Linked DNA regions of Mus musculus: all the other regions are linked to region 2. The links are chromatin contacts, called in public ChIA-PET and promoter capture Hi-C maps. All regions are on one chromosome and are shown on one strand. Each heading gives the region's core, a stretch centred on a gene start, on an enhancer-like site or on the middle of the called end of the contact. The rest is flanking DNA. Distances are from core to core; before and after follow the strand shown. Region 1 overlaps Stk4 (serine/threonine kinase 4). Region 2 holds the start of Sys1 (SYS1 Golgi-localized integral membrane protein homolog (S. cerevisiae)). Region 3 holds the start of Zswim1 (zinc finger SWIM-type containing 1). Region 4 holds the start of Acot8 (acyl-CoA thioesterase 8).

Region 1 (3,202 bases), core at 545-3,044, 350 kb after region 2:
CACAGCAGACAGACAACGCCACGGGAGCAACCGCTCCTCAGTAAGCTGAAAGGAGGAGAAATATTATTTATATATAAATACACACACACACACACACACACACACACACACACATGCATACATACATACACACACACAAGTTAAGGACAATCCTTCCACTTGTGAAATATTATGTAATTTTCTGCTGCTGCTAAGGATCAAAAGCAAAGCCCTGTGCATACCAGGCAAGTATTCTCCCACTGAACTCTAGCCTTATATAACTTTCTTTTTATGTAACTTTTATATATACATTTATATAACTTTTATATAACACACACACATACACCCATAGCCTTATATAACTAATTTCTATTTCTTTTCATTTGTATTTATTTGTTTATTTACTTATTTGAGTCAGGGTCTCACTTTGCAAATCTGGCTGGCCTGGAATTTACTACGTAGACTAGGCTGGCCGCAAACTCAGAGATCCCCCTGCCTCTGTCTTTCAAGAGCTTGGATTAAAGGCATGTAGCTTCATACCTGGCCCATAAATAATTTTAAAATATTATTTACAAATGACTTTTATGGGATATAATACCATATTACAGCATGAGCTGAGCTCTGTAAACTCCTATACACAGGAGAAAAGTATTCCAAACCGCTAAGTGACTCCTCAGACATTCGTGTTCTTTCTCTATCACCCATGTCAGGCAATCCCAGGTCTGCCACTGCAAGGTACTACCACTGCTATGCTGCAGCTTCCTTCTCACAGGGGATTTCACACAAGGAAGACACGACGCACTATTGTTTTGTGTGTTCTACAGAAAATACAAGGTGCTTCTGAGGTTTGCTTTGTTAGTTTTCAAGCTTCACTATTACTGCATACCGAAGTACTACAAGAACTATAATAATAAAACAAGCTTGTAAAACTGTGACACGGGACTTGCTAAGGAGACAAGAAGTCATGCTCTGTGCTTAGTTCCCTCGTCTGGGAAGTCAAGAGGAAGGACAGGCCATGAAACAGCTGCATAGCAACCCTCACCTGATCCTACCCGTGAGCACGGAGCATCAGACCCTCACCTGATCCTACCCGTGAGCACGGAGTATCAGAACCCAGTGTCAATCAGCCTGGAGCCTGCTGAGCAGGCACAGAACACAGTAACTATACAAAACACCCTAGGTTCCCCGGGCAGCTGAGCAGACCAGAAAACCTAGCAAGTTCAAACTACCACATAGCTGTTTGGGAAAAGATTACAGTGGATATGTACCTCACACCCAAAACAAAGAATTTCCAAACTGATAAACAGCAACTGCAAAAACGGAAACTGTAAATTCTAGAGGAAAATGTGAGAATACACTTAAAGCCCAGTTCTGGGGAAGGCTTTCCAATGGTGACAGACATACAGACAGGAAGGGAAGAAGGGAAGGAGGGAGGGACGGATGGACGGACGGATAGATGGAGAGAAGCTACTTCACGTGTGTGAAAGAGCAGCACAGATTTTAAAATTATTAAATAGTATAAGACACATACTTTATAAGCCAAACTAAAAAATAAATTCTGAGAAGTGTTTGCAACAAATACCATAAAATGTTTTAAAGAACTTCATTTTAAAGATTGTAAGAATACTTTGTGAATCTGGGGAACAGTGAGATAAATATTGGTAGCACGCACAAAACTACCCAACGGTTCTTAAAAAGGTAAAGAGAAAGGCTTCCATTCAGTTAGAAGAGAAACTTAAATTAAAGCCATATGCGGTACCTACCATTGCTTAACACTTTAACTGGCAAAACTTCAGTCCCAATCATGCACCCTGGGTAAGGTGGTGGGGCCAGCCACTCCCACTGTGGCTGAATCAACTGTACAGTGTGCAACGGCTGTCAGCGGGACTGGCGGAGTAAGTATGAAACCATGGGCCTGAAGCACAAATGAACAGTCTGTAGTGCGGAGTCTCAACGAGAGCTCTGAACGTGAACTGTGTTTTTAAAAAAGATCCTGCCAAGCAGTTTTGATTCGAGGACACCAAAGCCACAGCACCTTAACACCAATGAGCGTTCCCAGAGCAGATCTAATGTGTGAAAAGAAAACAAACAAACAAACCTCCTCTACTGAAAAAAGGGCAACAGCAAAGTCTAGGACTAAGGAAAAGAACGATGAGTGAGCCTCCATCTCTTTAGGCAGGGGAGTAGAGGCCAATGCACCCCACAGCCTTATCAGAGAGGTTTCCTCTTGCAGTAGATGGTGATTAACCCAGACTGGACAAGCACCTTCCAACAGAACAGGGCTGATGGACAGATGAACTCGCATAGGCTATTACAGCACACACATGGCCTCACGGCTTCAAACCACACAAAACACCAGCACAACGTCTCACCGATAACCTAGATGCCATGGCAACTGATAGTTGCTATGAAAGGGAAAAATCTGTTTCCTTCAGTGGAGTGACACTGGCTCTACCAATTACTCTCTAGGCAGCTTGCTGCTTACACAATATGTAGTTGGCCAACACCAAATGGACTCCATGATTGACTGGTGTGTGTGTGTGTCGTCTGTCTGTGGCATGTCACACCTGCAGGTTTTTAAGAACTTTAACCAATAAACGTGCCAAAGTGGACAGGTGTTCAACTAGAAGGCCTCAACCCTACACAGAGAGCTATAGACGGCAACTCAGGGATCCTAAGAGGGGAGAAACAGTCTCCTCAGGGAAGAGTACAACTGGCTATGCAGTATCAAAGGGTCATCCCTGCGGCACACAGACGAGTGGCATTATATAGGCGGAGCAGGTTGTATATTTAGGAACATATATGTTTAATGGCAATTCATGAGAAAAGAGACCATGAAACTGAAGGGAGCATGGAGGGCTTATGGGAGGGCTTGGAGGGAGGAAAGGAAAAGGAGGAATGTAATAATATTATAATCTTGAAAATAAAAGAACAAAAGAACATTAAGTTGGGGAAGGAGGAAGAATATGCTCAAAATATTATCTATAAAAATTTAAAAAAATAAAAGATTGACAAGAGCTATAGAAAGGATAGCCCTGTGCTGGAGAAGGGCTTAGCTAGCTGGGAGCAAACACTTGGCTCTGCAGCCTCTCTGTGGCCCTAGAGTTGGCGGTCTCCTTGCACAGCAAAGAAACCAGGAGGTCCCCACTAAAGCAATGGCTCCAGCATTCCTGCAGCAGCAGAAAGAACACAGCAGGCGAGACCCTCCCCACCTCAGCCACCA
Region 2 (3,211 bases), core at 638-3,137:
TCAGGCCACTCTGCAACAAAGCCTGATTCCCATTGGCCCTTACAAGAAGGATGGAGTCACCCACAAGGTGCCACTACTCAGCATCTGCTATGTTTGAGATACTTATTGTTGACAGAGTACTACCAAATACTAAATACCTGTGCCATACTTCAGCTTGCAAAGGCCTTTGACATCCATGATCTCACAAAGCTCCTAGTGTCTCTTTCCACAGAATTAGTTACCCAAAGGCCAATGCAAACAACAGTAGCAAACACAAGGACTCCATCCCAGGTCTCCCGAACCAAGAACTTTGTTCATATCAACTATCACTGTCTCTCCTCTTAGCAACCTCTTAGGCTTCCACTATACCTCACAAAGCATTTTGGTTTTTTTTTTTTTTTTTTTTTTGAGACAGGGTTTCTCTGTGTTACCCTTGCTGTCCTGGAACTCACTTTTGTATAGACAAGGCTGGCCTCAAACTCAGAAATCCACCTGCCTCTACCTCCCGAGTGCTGGGATTAAAGGCGTGTGCCACCACACCCGGCACGAAGCATTTTCTTATTCTTAAACCCCTCTGGGCCTTTTAACATTTTACTATAGGTAACATGACAGGATTATCCTGCTCACTTTGCAGAGGATAAAAGGGATTGGAAAGGCAAAACAACTCTTCAAGTTCTCTCAGCTAGATTGGACCCTAAGCACAGCAGGCTCTTTGAACAGTTCACCACCTCGTACCAACAGTGTGATATTGCAGACGGGAGAGGAAACATTTGCCCAAGTCACAGGGCAGAGAGGAATTTAAAGGGACCTATCTGACACCAAGTCTTAACAGTTTCCACTTCATCATTACGGATGCCCTTTTGTCTATCCCTCTTCTTACTGTGGCTCCTGACAAGCTCAGCTGGGAGAAAGGAAGTCATTTTTCTAGAGGGTTTCAAGAAAGAGACATCATGTTTGCCCGGGACACAAGTCTGTTGACTGTAGTATCTGCCATGTGTGTTCAACCTCTAGCCACAAGCTGCGGAGCTGGCTACGAGGCTAAGCGCATAGGCAGCCAACACAACACTGTAAGGTTCTTTAAAACCCTATGAGATTTTGCTTGTTTGTATCTCGAACGCGCAGTTCCTGAGCGTGAACTTTGTAGATCACTACTTTGCTTCCTAGACTCTATCTCCTTCCCTGTTCTCGTCGTTCCGTTTTACAGATGGGCACCGGGGTCGCGCGGGGAGCGCACACTGAAATCCCTTCTTAAAAAAAAAAAGTGTCCACAAAATGAGAACTTGGCCCAGCCGGATTTAGAGCTCGGCGGTGCCCCACCACAAAACCCCACTCCTTTCCGCTAAGCTTACCTCCGCGTCGAACATCTGGTCCAGGGACGGGCTGCTGCGCACCAGCGCGTCCACCAGCGCCAGCCACAGGCCCAGAGAGCCATAGTAGACGGTCTGCATGAGTACGATCTGCGACAGGATTAGCAACGGGTCCCACACGTAGCTGCGGAACTGGCCCGCCATGCCGGCCCGCGGGGCTCGGCAGCCGCCCGCGCCTGTCAGTGCCACCACGCCATCGTCCCGCGGCCGCCGGGATACCTGCGGGAAGACACAGGGAGCTGCAGCCGGCGGGCCGGCCGTCGCCTTGGTAACGGCGCGGGAGGGAGGGAGGAGGGCCTGGGACCCGGGAGCAAGCCCATTCCCGGGTGGGAGAGGCGGGGCGGGCGGACCCACCCGTTCCGACCGCCGGGCTCCTCCCGGGTTCACTCACCCGCGACCGGCTCGAGGGTCGAAGCGTCGGAGCGCGACCGGACCTCGGCACTGGCCTCCTGACACAGCGCTGACAGACAGGACCATGGAGCGGAGGACCCGCCGGCCTAGAGAGGCCGAATAGCTGCGGCCCACGGCTTCCTGGGAAGGGAGAGCTTCCGGGGACGGCAACCGAGGGGCATTGCGCAGACGCAGTGGATGAACCCTACACGCCATCCAAAGGGGCCCTTGCGAGCAGCCCGGAAATAAACTCTGCACATGCGTAAGATGAAGGATGAAGGCAAACGGAAATGAGGCACAAAACCGTGGGTCTTGCGCGCCCTCTAGAGGGAGATTTTTAAAATCCAGCAGGTCCATTCCTAGGAGGGAAAGGGGTGGAAGGTCTAGACTTTAAAAATAAAATAAATAAAATAAATAAAAAATAAAAAATAAAATAAAATAGCATTCACTGAGGAATGGTGAGATGGTTAGAGGGCTAGATGCTTGCTGCCAAGACTGACGACCATTTTATATCTTGAACTCACATGTTGGAAGAAAAGAACTGACTGCCTCCTGTAAGCTATCATCTGACTATCACACTCATAGAAATACAATGATAACAATATAAAAAAATTTTTTTTTGTTTTTTTTCGAGACAGGGTTTCTCTGTGTAGATCTGGCTGTCCTGGAACTCACTCTGTAGACCAGGCTGGCCTCGAACTCAGAAATCCGCCTGCCTCTGCCTCCCAAGTTCTGGGATTAAAGGCATGCGCCACCACACCCGGCAACAATTTAAATTTAACAAAAGGGAACTTTTCTTTTTTTTTTTTTTTAAAGACAGAGTCTCGTGGGACCCCGACTTAGAGCGTTTCTCCCTGGAAGGTAAAGCCCCTGGACGTTCCCCAAGCTTGTTTCCCCCGATCTCTAAAATACAGCCAGAAAGAAGCTCTTTGTTCTCTATAGCCAGCAAAAAGCCTTTTTGTTTCTATACTTTACAACCAGAGATGCCTGCCTTCCTGTGCCGAGGACATGGAGATAAAAATTCAGAAAGAACTCACTCCCCACTCCTGCCTTGTAAATTTCACCAAGGACACCCGGAAGAGAAGAACTCTCCTCCCAACTCCTCCCAATTCCCCAGCTAGCTGTTAAAAGCCCCCTACTGTCACCGCTCAGGGTCAACTCCCAGCCCCTGCACAGCAGAGGGACTTCATCCTCAGCTACCTAATAATAAAACCTCTTGCAGTTTGCATCAGGTGTGGTTTTCTCTCGGGTCACTGGGGTGCTGGCCAACTCATCCTGGGACTTGAGCAGAGGCCCAGCTTCAGGGGTCTTACAGTCTCACTATGTAGCCCTGGATGGTCTGAAACTTGCTATATTCCAGACCCACATGGAATTCCCAAGGACTCCCAAGGAAATAATACATTTTAAAAAATGACTATTTTCATTTTAGATTCTCAGTGTTTTCTTTCTTTAGTACAGAGTTTTCAGGCTCTTTT
Region 3 (3,041 bases), core at 455-2,954, 360 kb before region 2:
GCAGTGGTGTACCTTTGTGATCTAAGCTACCTAAAATGCTGAGACAGAAGCGTCACCAGGCGTCACTGGATCAGCTCAAGACCAGCACAGGCAATTTAGAGAGAACCTGTCTTAAAAAAACAAAAAACAAAAACAAAACCCCTAACAACCACCACACACTCATGCATGCAAAAATCCCGAACCAACCAAACAAAAGAACTAGGGAATTGGGTGTGGCACCAACACCTGTAATCCCAGCACCTGGGAGGTGGAGGCAGCAGGGTCAGTTCAAGGTCATTCTAGACAATAGGAGATCATAATAGCTCACTGGCAGTATAGAGGATTGAAAACACATGGCCAATCCTAGCACTTGGGAGGCAGAAGCAGGCTGATCTCTGTGAGTTCTAGGCGAGCCAGGGCTGTTACACAGAGTACCCCTCTGTCTCAAAAAACAAAACAAAAAAACCCATATGGCATGTGGACCTTCTTTTTCTACAGAAGGATTCTGCTGTGTAGCTCTGACTTGTCCACAGCAATCCTCTCACCTCAGCTTCCAAGTGCTGCAAATAAGGCATGTGTCAACATTTAATTCTTTTTTAAAAATCATTCTAAATATTTGCATGGCCTTTCTGTTCACAAATTCTTATAATTCTTACCAACTTTTTCTTTGGTCCTGGTATATACCAGGAAAAAAAAACTGCTCAAAATTTGCTGTGAAATATTGAGCAAGCCAATTGCCTTCTCTGAAACTTGATTCCTTTCACTTTATTTATTTTTTTCTTTTGGCTTTTTTCGAGACGGTTTCTCTGTATAGCCCTGGCTGTCCAGGAACTCACTCTGTGGACCTCGAACTCTAAAATCTGCCTGCCTCTGCCTCCCAAGTGCTGGGATTAGAGGCATGCGCCACCACTGGCCGGCAATTCCTTTCACTTTAAGGGGGCTAGCATGTGTGTAACCTCTCCTGCGCCTACACATATCCTGATTGGATGTAATGCTTTATGCAAATGTTTCCCATTTGGCTCCATTCACTGTCCCCATTTCGCCGATGAAAGACTCAGGTTCAAAGACACATGAAAGACTGAGGTAGAAAGCATAGGCTATCTGTCCATCATTACAACAGCTGGAAGCCGAGCTTTGGCTCCAGATCCTGATGGCATCCTATAGAGTCCCAAATTATGGATCAGGAAGGGAAGGCGGCCTCTGACCTCACCTGAACACCGGTGGGGGACGCGGAAGGCTGAGGTTCGTGTTCAAGCCCAGCGGAGCCGAAATCCACCTTCCACTGGTGGAAGCTGAATGCACTAGTCGCTGAGACCCGGCTTCACGCCTCCACGGCCGAGACCATTCGCGCACCGGCAGACGCGGCAGCCATTCCTCCCACTGGGCCCGCCTCCGACTGACTGACGTCCAGCCTCGCCAATCACCACGCCAGCTTCACAATGACTCAGACCAAAGGAGCTCGCTGTGGAACTTGGGAGTTACGGACCAATCCTGGACTGGCAGCTCCTGGACGGGGCTGTTGCCAGGGTTACAGAGGCTCGGCCAGAAATCACCAATGAGAGCTTGTGGAAGGATGTTCAAGCCCGGAACAGGCCGCCCGAGGGCGAAGCCTCCCTTCGGTCTAGGGGGCTGGAAAGGCGGCACCTTTTAAAGGCCAAAATAAAAATAAAAAAGAGCAGTGTTTTATACGGACAACATTTAGTTTGTCGGCTATCGAGCTGTCAAGCTCCGTAGATACAGAATGGTGGAAAAAGGTGCAAATGTAATCCTGCATTCTTTGCCTTGTGGAGAAACTGAGGCTTGTAATTCCGGTTATTCAGGGTCTGAGATAGGATCAAGAATTTGAAGCTAACTCAGGCAACCTAGTAGGACCAAGTCTTAAACAGCTGGGTGTGGTGTCACACGTATTTAATCCTAGCACTGGGGAAGCAGAAGCCAGCCTGGTCTACATCAAGTTCCAGGCTAGGCTTCTCTCGAAAATAAAATTAAAAAGTTTAAATTAGGAATTTGCCCACAGCGTCCCAGCAAGTGGCTTGCAGTAAAATCTAGGATTTAGGTCGGTCTTTCCTCCTGGTCCCTGACAGGACAGAATGAACAAGACAAGCTACCATCTGTGTTGTAGGATAGGTTGGTAGGAAGAGGGCAGAGTATGGGGGTGCATTACTAACCCTCTGAATGTCAAGTACCCCATTAGACAACATTCATGGTTCCTTTAAAATGACAACGTTTTGAGGCCGCTAGTCTGGGCTACATGAGGCCCCGTCTCAAAAAACACAAACGTGAAACAAAACAAAAACCGACTTTATTAGTGTGAATAAAAATACGTAACAGGTATTTTCTAAAGAGCAGCAACAGTTGACAATCAAGGGCTACCCTCCTCCCCCTCTGTCTCTGGACACAAAGCTCCTTTCCGGGCCCATTGTGTTTATCCTAACCTGGGCAAGGGTTCGTCTGTGTAGGCTGGGAAGAAAGGAGCATGCCCTTTCATATGGAATAACTTTGGCTTTGAACAATGAACAAGGTGTCTACAGAACGCCAAAGGTAGGGCTGAAATGAGGCAGGGTCAAAGGATTGTCACAGTGGAGTCCCTCTCCCCCGAGTTTTAAGATCTTCTTAGCCCTTACCTAGGAAGACACTGATAAAAATACTGACCTACAGTCTGACCCACCACTTTGAACTGTCCCAAGGTGGTTCTGAGATGGGTTCACTAGTACAAACACTTCAATCATGAACCATGGCTTCAGCAAGAGGGGGGCTGTCTGCTTCCTCTAGCTTTCCCCAGAGGAAAGGGAGGCAGCCCACGTCTCTGAAGTCAACTGGCTGCTGACTGGACTCAGGCAGCTGATAGGGGTCTGCCCAGATGTCCACAATCTTGCGCAGGGTGGAGCAGCGCTCCTCCAGCTCTGGCCCCTCGGTCTGCATCAGCAGGTTTGCCAGCTCCCTGCTTAGGTCCCGAATCATGTGGTTCTGACCTTGCTTTTCAGGCTGATCTGTGTTTGGGATGATTCCACGGTCTTGCAGCTCCCCATTGGGGTCAAGGAGGTGCTGGTATTTCTTCTGCC
Region 4 (3,418 bases), core at 621-3,120, 340 kb before region 2:
GAATGTACGTGTGCTGTGTGCTTGCAGGAGCCCTTAAAGGATTCCTAGATCTGGAGTTACAGGTGCTGCCAATCCACCATGCGTGAGCCTCAGTCCTCTTCCCCACGAGCTATCAGTCCAGCCCCCCATTTGTTATTTTCATCCATATTAGTTTCTAAGTCCAAGTAACTCCTTAGGGACACTTATTCATCTTTATGTGTACCCAAGAGTGACCCTGGACTTCAGAATGGAGCCAGAACACAGCCAGGCTCTATAGTCTGGAAAGTACTGTCCAAAGAGCTCAATCCCTGACTCAAACTTTGGTATATTTTGACACTCAGTTGGCCTATATGTTGTAATTAAAACTTGAATTGACTTTCAAATTGATTCATATGATTAGATTTCACAGCAAAAGACTGGGCACACAAACCTTCCTTTTTACGAAGGGGCGGGGCTGCTTCCCATTTCTCTCTGTCTCTCCCTCCCGCCCCCCAACTCCCCACTTTGGTTTTTCAAGACAGGTTTTCTCTGTGTAGCCCTGACTGTCCTGGAAGCTGCTCTGTAGACCAGACTGGCGTCGAACTCACAGAGATCTGCCTGCCTCTGCCTCCTGAGTGCTGGGATTAAAGGCTTCCACCACCAACCCCCTTTCCCTGTATTTTTTTTTTTAAACCAAACTGATTTGTCTCAAACTCATGACCCGCCGGCCTCAACCTTTTCGCATTGGGCTTCTAAACCTGCACCCTTATTCTTTCTTTCAAAGAAAAACTAAAAGCTAAATTTATAGTAGGCTGTTTCACCTGAACCCTAAAAGCCCTGGCGTTTTCATCAGCTTTTAGCCCCTAAAGTCAAATGAGTCAGGGAGCTACCACCAATAATTCTGACACACAGCCCTGCAGAGTAAGAAAGGCACTCAGGGAGCACCACCTTGGATAAGGAAGGTGTTTGAAAACGGCTGTATCTGGAGCTCAAGAATCATTTACAAAATCAATCACCGAAAAGAACCAACCAACCAACCAATGAGCACCATTACTGCTTTGTAAAGAGGAGGCTAATGGAGGAAATTATTACTAAGGCGTTTCAATTCACTCCTCAACCAGCCTTGCGCTTGAGATAGATTCTCTCAACAAACAAATAAAACGGAAAAACAACAAGATGCAGTTACTGCGAATTCCCAGGAAAGCTCGTGAATGAAGGAGTGGGAGCAAGCGCGGCGGGTAGCAAAGGCCACGCCGGTGAGGTTTCCCTCGTTTTTCCGCAGGCACGGGGAACGTGGCTCCTCCATGCACGCCCTCCTCCTCCAGGCAGCCCTCCTCCCCACCCTCCTGCCCCGCCCTTACAGGATATCCTCGCGGAAAGAGGTGCCGTTGTTGAGGTTATGGAAGCGGACGGAGATGCAGTCCCTGACAATGAAGGAGCACCTGGTCTCCTTTTTGTAGGCGCTGAAACACTCCTTGAAGTCCTCGTAGGTCTTAAAGCAGCTGCCTAGCTCCATGGCCGGGGACTGGCCCTCCTAGAACCTAGAACCACGGCAGGGGTCAGAGGTCACTGGGTAACGGCTGGCACGGGCCCAGCTGCGGTCCCGAGTGAGTGGCTTACAGGGCGCTTGGGAGGAGCCCAGAACAGGAGGAGACCGGTAACAGCAACCTAGGGGCGACTTTGCTCAGTGACAGAAGAGGAAAGACGCTCATCCCTTATTATTCATCTCCAAGGCTCCGCCCCCTCGCTGATTCACCCAATCACACGCGGATGTCCAAAACTGACACAAATATCCTCCAATCTTAAGATAGAGCTAGCCGCGCCCACTCTGAAATTGACAAGCACATCGACCAATCACAATCTGCGTCTCGCTCCCCGGAGCCCTTGGGATTTCCGGCCCCTGGAGCGACCTTCCGGAAGCGCTGGGAGCCTATATAAGTTTCCGCGTTTCTCTCAACCGCAGCCAGCAGTGAAAATGTCAGCGCCAGAGGGTCTGGGAGATGCTCATGGCGACGCCGACCGCGGCGACCTTTCCGGGGACCTCCGTAGTGTGCTGGTCACGAGCGTGCTCAACCTCGAGCCGCTAGATGAAGATCTCTACAGGTAGCCGGTAGCGCCTCTGAACTAGGCTCGCACCCCTCTTTCAGTATAGAGTCGCGATTACTGCCATCTCCCTGTGAACCTCAGTTCTGGGGTTAAGAGTTGGATGCAAGCTCTGCTGCAGTTAGAAGGCATGTCCCTGGCATCCATCCTTGCTTCCTCTTCAGGAGGCGATCTGGGGGGTGGGGGGGGAAGGTGTGTGTGTGTGTGTGTGTGTGTGTGAGAGAGAGAGAGAGAGAGAGAGGGAGAGAGGGAGAGAGGGAGAGAGGGAGAGAGGGGACAGAGACTCCGCTACCCCACAAGGCAGCTTAATCTGGTAGACTGAGTGTGCGTGTGTGTTCGTTTGTTCAAGCCATCCCTTAATGTCTGGTAAGTCATTACTTATCTTTCACTGAAGTGGGTTTGTAACAATTTTTTTGTTTTGTTTAGAGACAAGATGTCACTAAATATAGTCCTGGATGACCTGGAATTCACTATATATATATGAATGGAGAGGGAGAGAATGAGAGAGAGAGTATATATATATACACAGCAAGTTGGCTTGGAACCCACAGGGATCCACCTTCATTTGTCTCTTAAGCGCTGGCAGGAGTTCACCACCAGGTCTAGCTGGTTGTCTTGTTTTGTTTTGAGACAGGCTTTCTGTATAGCCCTCCCTGGCTAACCTGGAACTCTGTGTAGACCTGGCTGGCCTTGAGCTCACAGAGGCCAGTGTATCTCTGCCTCCCAAATCCTGGGCTCAAAGGTGTGTACCACCATGCCTGTTCAGTGACAGTTCTGACCCATGCAGCCCTTACGACTTTATCAGAAGCTATCGTTCTTCCAGCTAGGTAATTACTGTCTTGGGCCAGGAGCGCTTTTCAAATTGTTCTGTAAAGAAAAAACTGACAATCTCAGGGTTGAGTGCTAGGACTCAGGGTTCAGGCTCCAGCACTGGGCAAGCCCTTTCACCTAGATTAATCTGCAGGTAGCCGGCAGCGCCTCTGATTTCGGCTAGATTAATCTGCATTCAGTTTCACAACCTCAGACTGTTTTTTTTTTTTTTTTTTTTTTTTTTTTTTTAAGGGAGTTATATGGGAAGTCTTGAAGTCCTTTTAGCTCTGAAACTAGTTCCTGGAAGAGCTGCCTTGTCATGGTTAAGGAGTGCCAGCAGCAAGCCTTCATCCACACAACCCAGTCCCAGATCTGTTTTTTTTGGAGTTCCTCATGTCTGTTCAAGGCCTCAACAAACTTCTGGCCTCTCCCTTTCCCTGGTTTGGGGCGGGGAAGCTGTGGACTTGAGACCTCCCAGGGTTGGTAAGGGTTGAACTGTGTGGACATGCTTCCTGTACTCTTGCTGTAAACGAGGGAGCTCGCGCTT

Evidence for each region. Promoter capture Hi-C pulls out the DNA fragments that hold promoters and counts their contacts. ChIA-PET counts read pairs in DNA pulled down with a chosen protein or histone mark.
Region 1: a promoter capture Hi-C map of the 3T3-L1 cell line shows a contact between it and region 2, with 4 times the contacts expected there. The contact joins the enhancer-like site here to the promoter of Sys1 in region 2. A contact is called at or near these places in 9 of 39 promoter capture datasets (the 3T3-L1 cell line, the C10 cell line, cranial neural crest and 5 more), 2 of 15 datasets of contacts at CTCF or cohesin (both in the NIH/3T3 cell line), 3 of 484 Hi-C or Micro-C datasets (cortical neurons, forebrain and palatal mesenchyme), 11 of 115 datasets of contacts at active chromatin or transcription factors (astrocytes, bone marrow-derived macrophages, craniofacial prominence and 8 more) and 1 of 9 other capture datasets (liver).
Region 3: a contact with region 2 is called in a promoter capture Hi-C map of erythroid cells, with 11 times the contacts expected there. The contact joins the promoter of Zswim1 here to the promoter of Sys1 in region 2. A contact is called at or near these places in 2 of 39 promoter capture datasets (3T3-L1-derived adipocytes and erythroid cells).
Region 4: an RNA polymerase II ChIA-PET map of memory CD8 T cells shows a contact between it and region 2, with 21 read pairs. The contact joins the promoter of Acot8 here to the promoter of Sys1 in region 2. A contact is called at or near these places in 13 of 39 promoter capture datasets (the 3T3-L1 cell line, 3T3-L1-derived adipocytes, the C10 cell line and 9 more), 1 of 15 datasets of contacts at CTCF or cohesin (large pre-B cells), 2 of 484 Hi-C or Micro-C datasets (the HPC-7 cell line and pro-B cells), 4 of 115 datasets of contacts at active chromatin or transcription factors (bone marrow-derived macrophages, embryonic stem cells, extraembryonic endoderm stem cells and 1 more) and 2 of 9 other capture datasets (adipose tissue and pancreatic islet).

The regions. Positions count from the first base shown.
Region 1 is chr2:164,114,348-164,117,549 of GRCm38.p6, reverse strand. All of the region lies in intron 9 of Stk4 (serine/threonine kinase 4), which reads right to left. Among named protein-coding and RNA genes, the nearest start is that of Stk4, 42 kb to the right of the region's middle. Within about 2 kb of position 1,794, at least 16 of the 459 cell types and tissues checked have an H3K27ac peak or open chromatin away from gene starts, as enhancers often do. A contact at or near this core is called in embryonic limb bud, where this site is marked.
Region 2 is chr2:164,459,647-164,462,857 of GRCm38.p6, reverse strand. Sys1 (SYS1 Golgi-localized integral membrane protein homolog (S. cerevisiae)) reads right to left here and starts at 1,887. Exons shown (of 4, transcript NM_025575.3): 1 at 1,738-1,887; 2 at 1,329-1,565. The coding sequence starts at 1,490.
Region 3 is chr2:164,821,349-164,824,389 of GRCm38.p6, reverse strand. Zswim1 (zinc finger SWIM-type containing 1) reads right to left here and starts at 1,704. Exons shown (of 2, transcript NM_028028.2): 1 at 1,190-1,704. It overlaps Zswim3 (zinc finger SWIM-type containing 3), which reads right to left. Exons shown (of 2, transcript NM_178375.2): 2 at 2,263-3,041. The coding sequence ends at 2,701.
Region 4 is chr2:164,803,333-164,806,750 of GRCm38.p6, reverse strand. Acot8 (acyl-CoA thioesterase 8) reads left to right here and starts at 1,870. Exons shown (of 6, transcript NM_133240.2): 1 at 1,870-2,061. The coding sequence starts at 1,934. It overlaps Zswim3 (zinc finger SWIM-type containing 3), which reads right to left and starts at 1,637. Exons shown (of 2, transcript NM_178375.2): 1 at 1,320-1,637. The coding sequence starts at 1,474.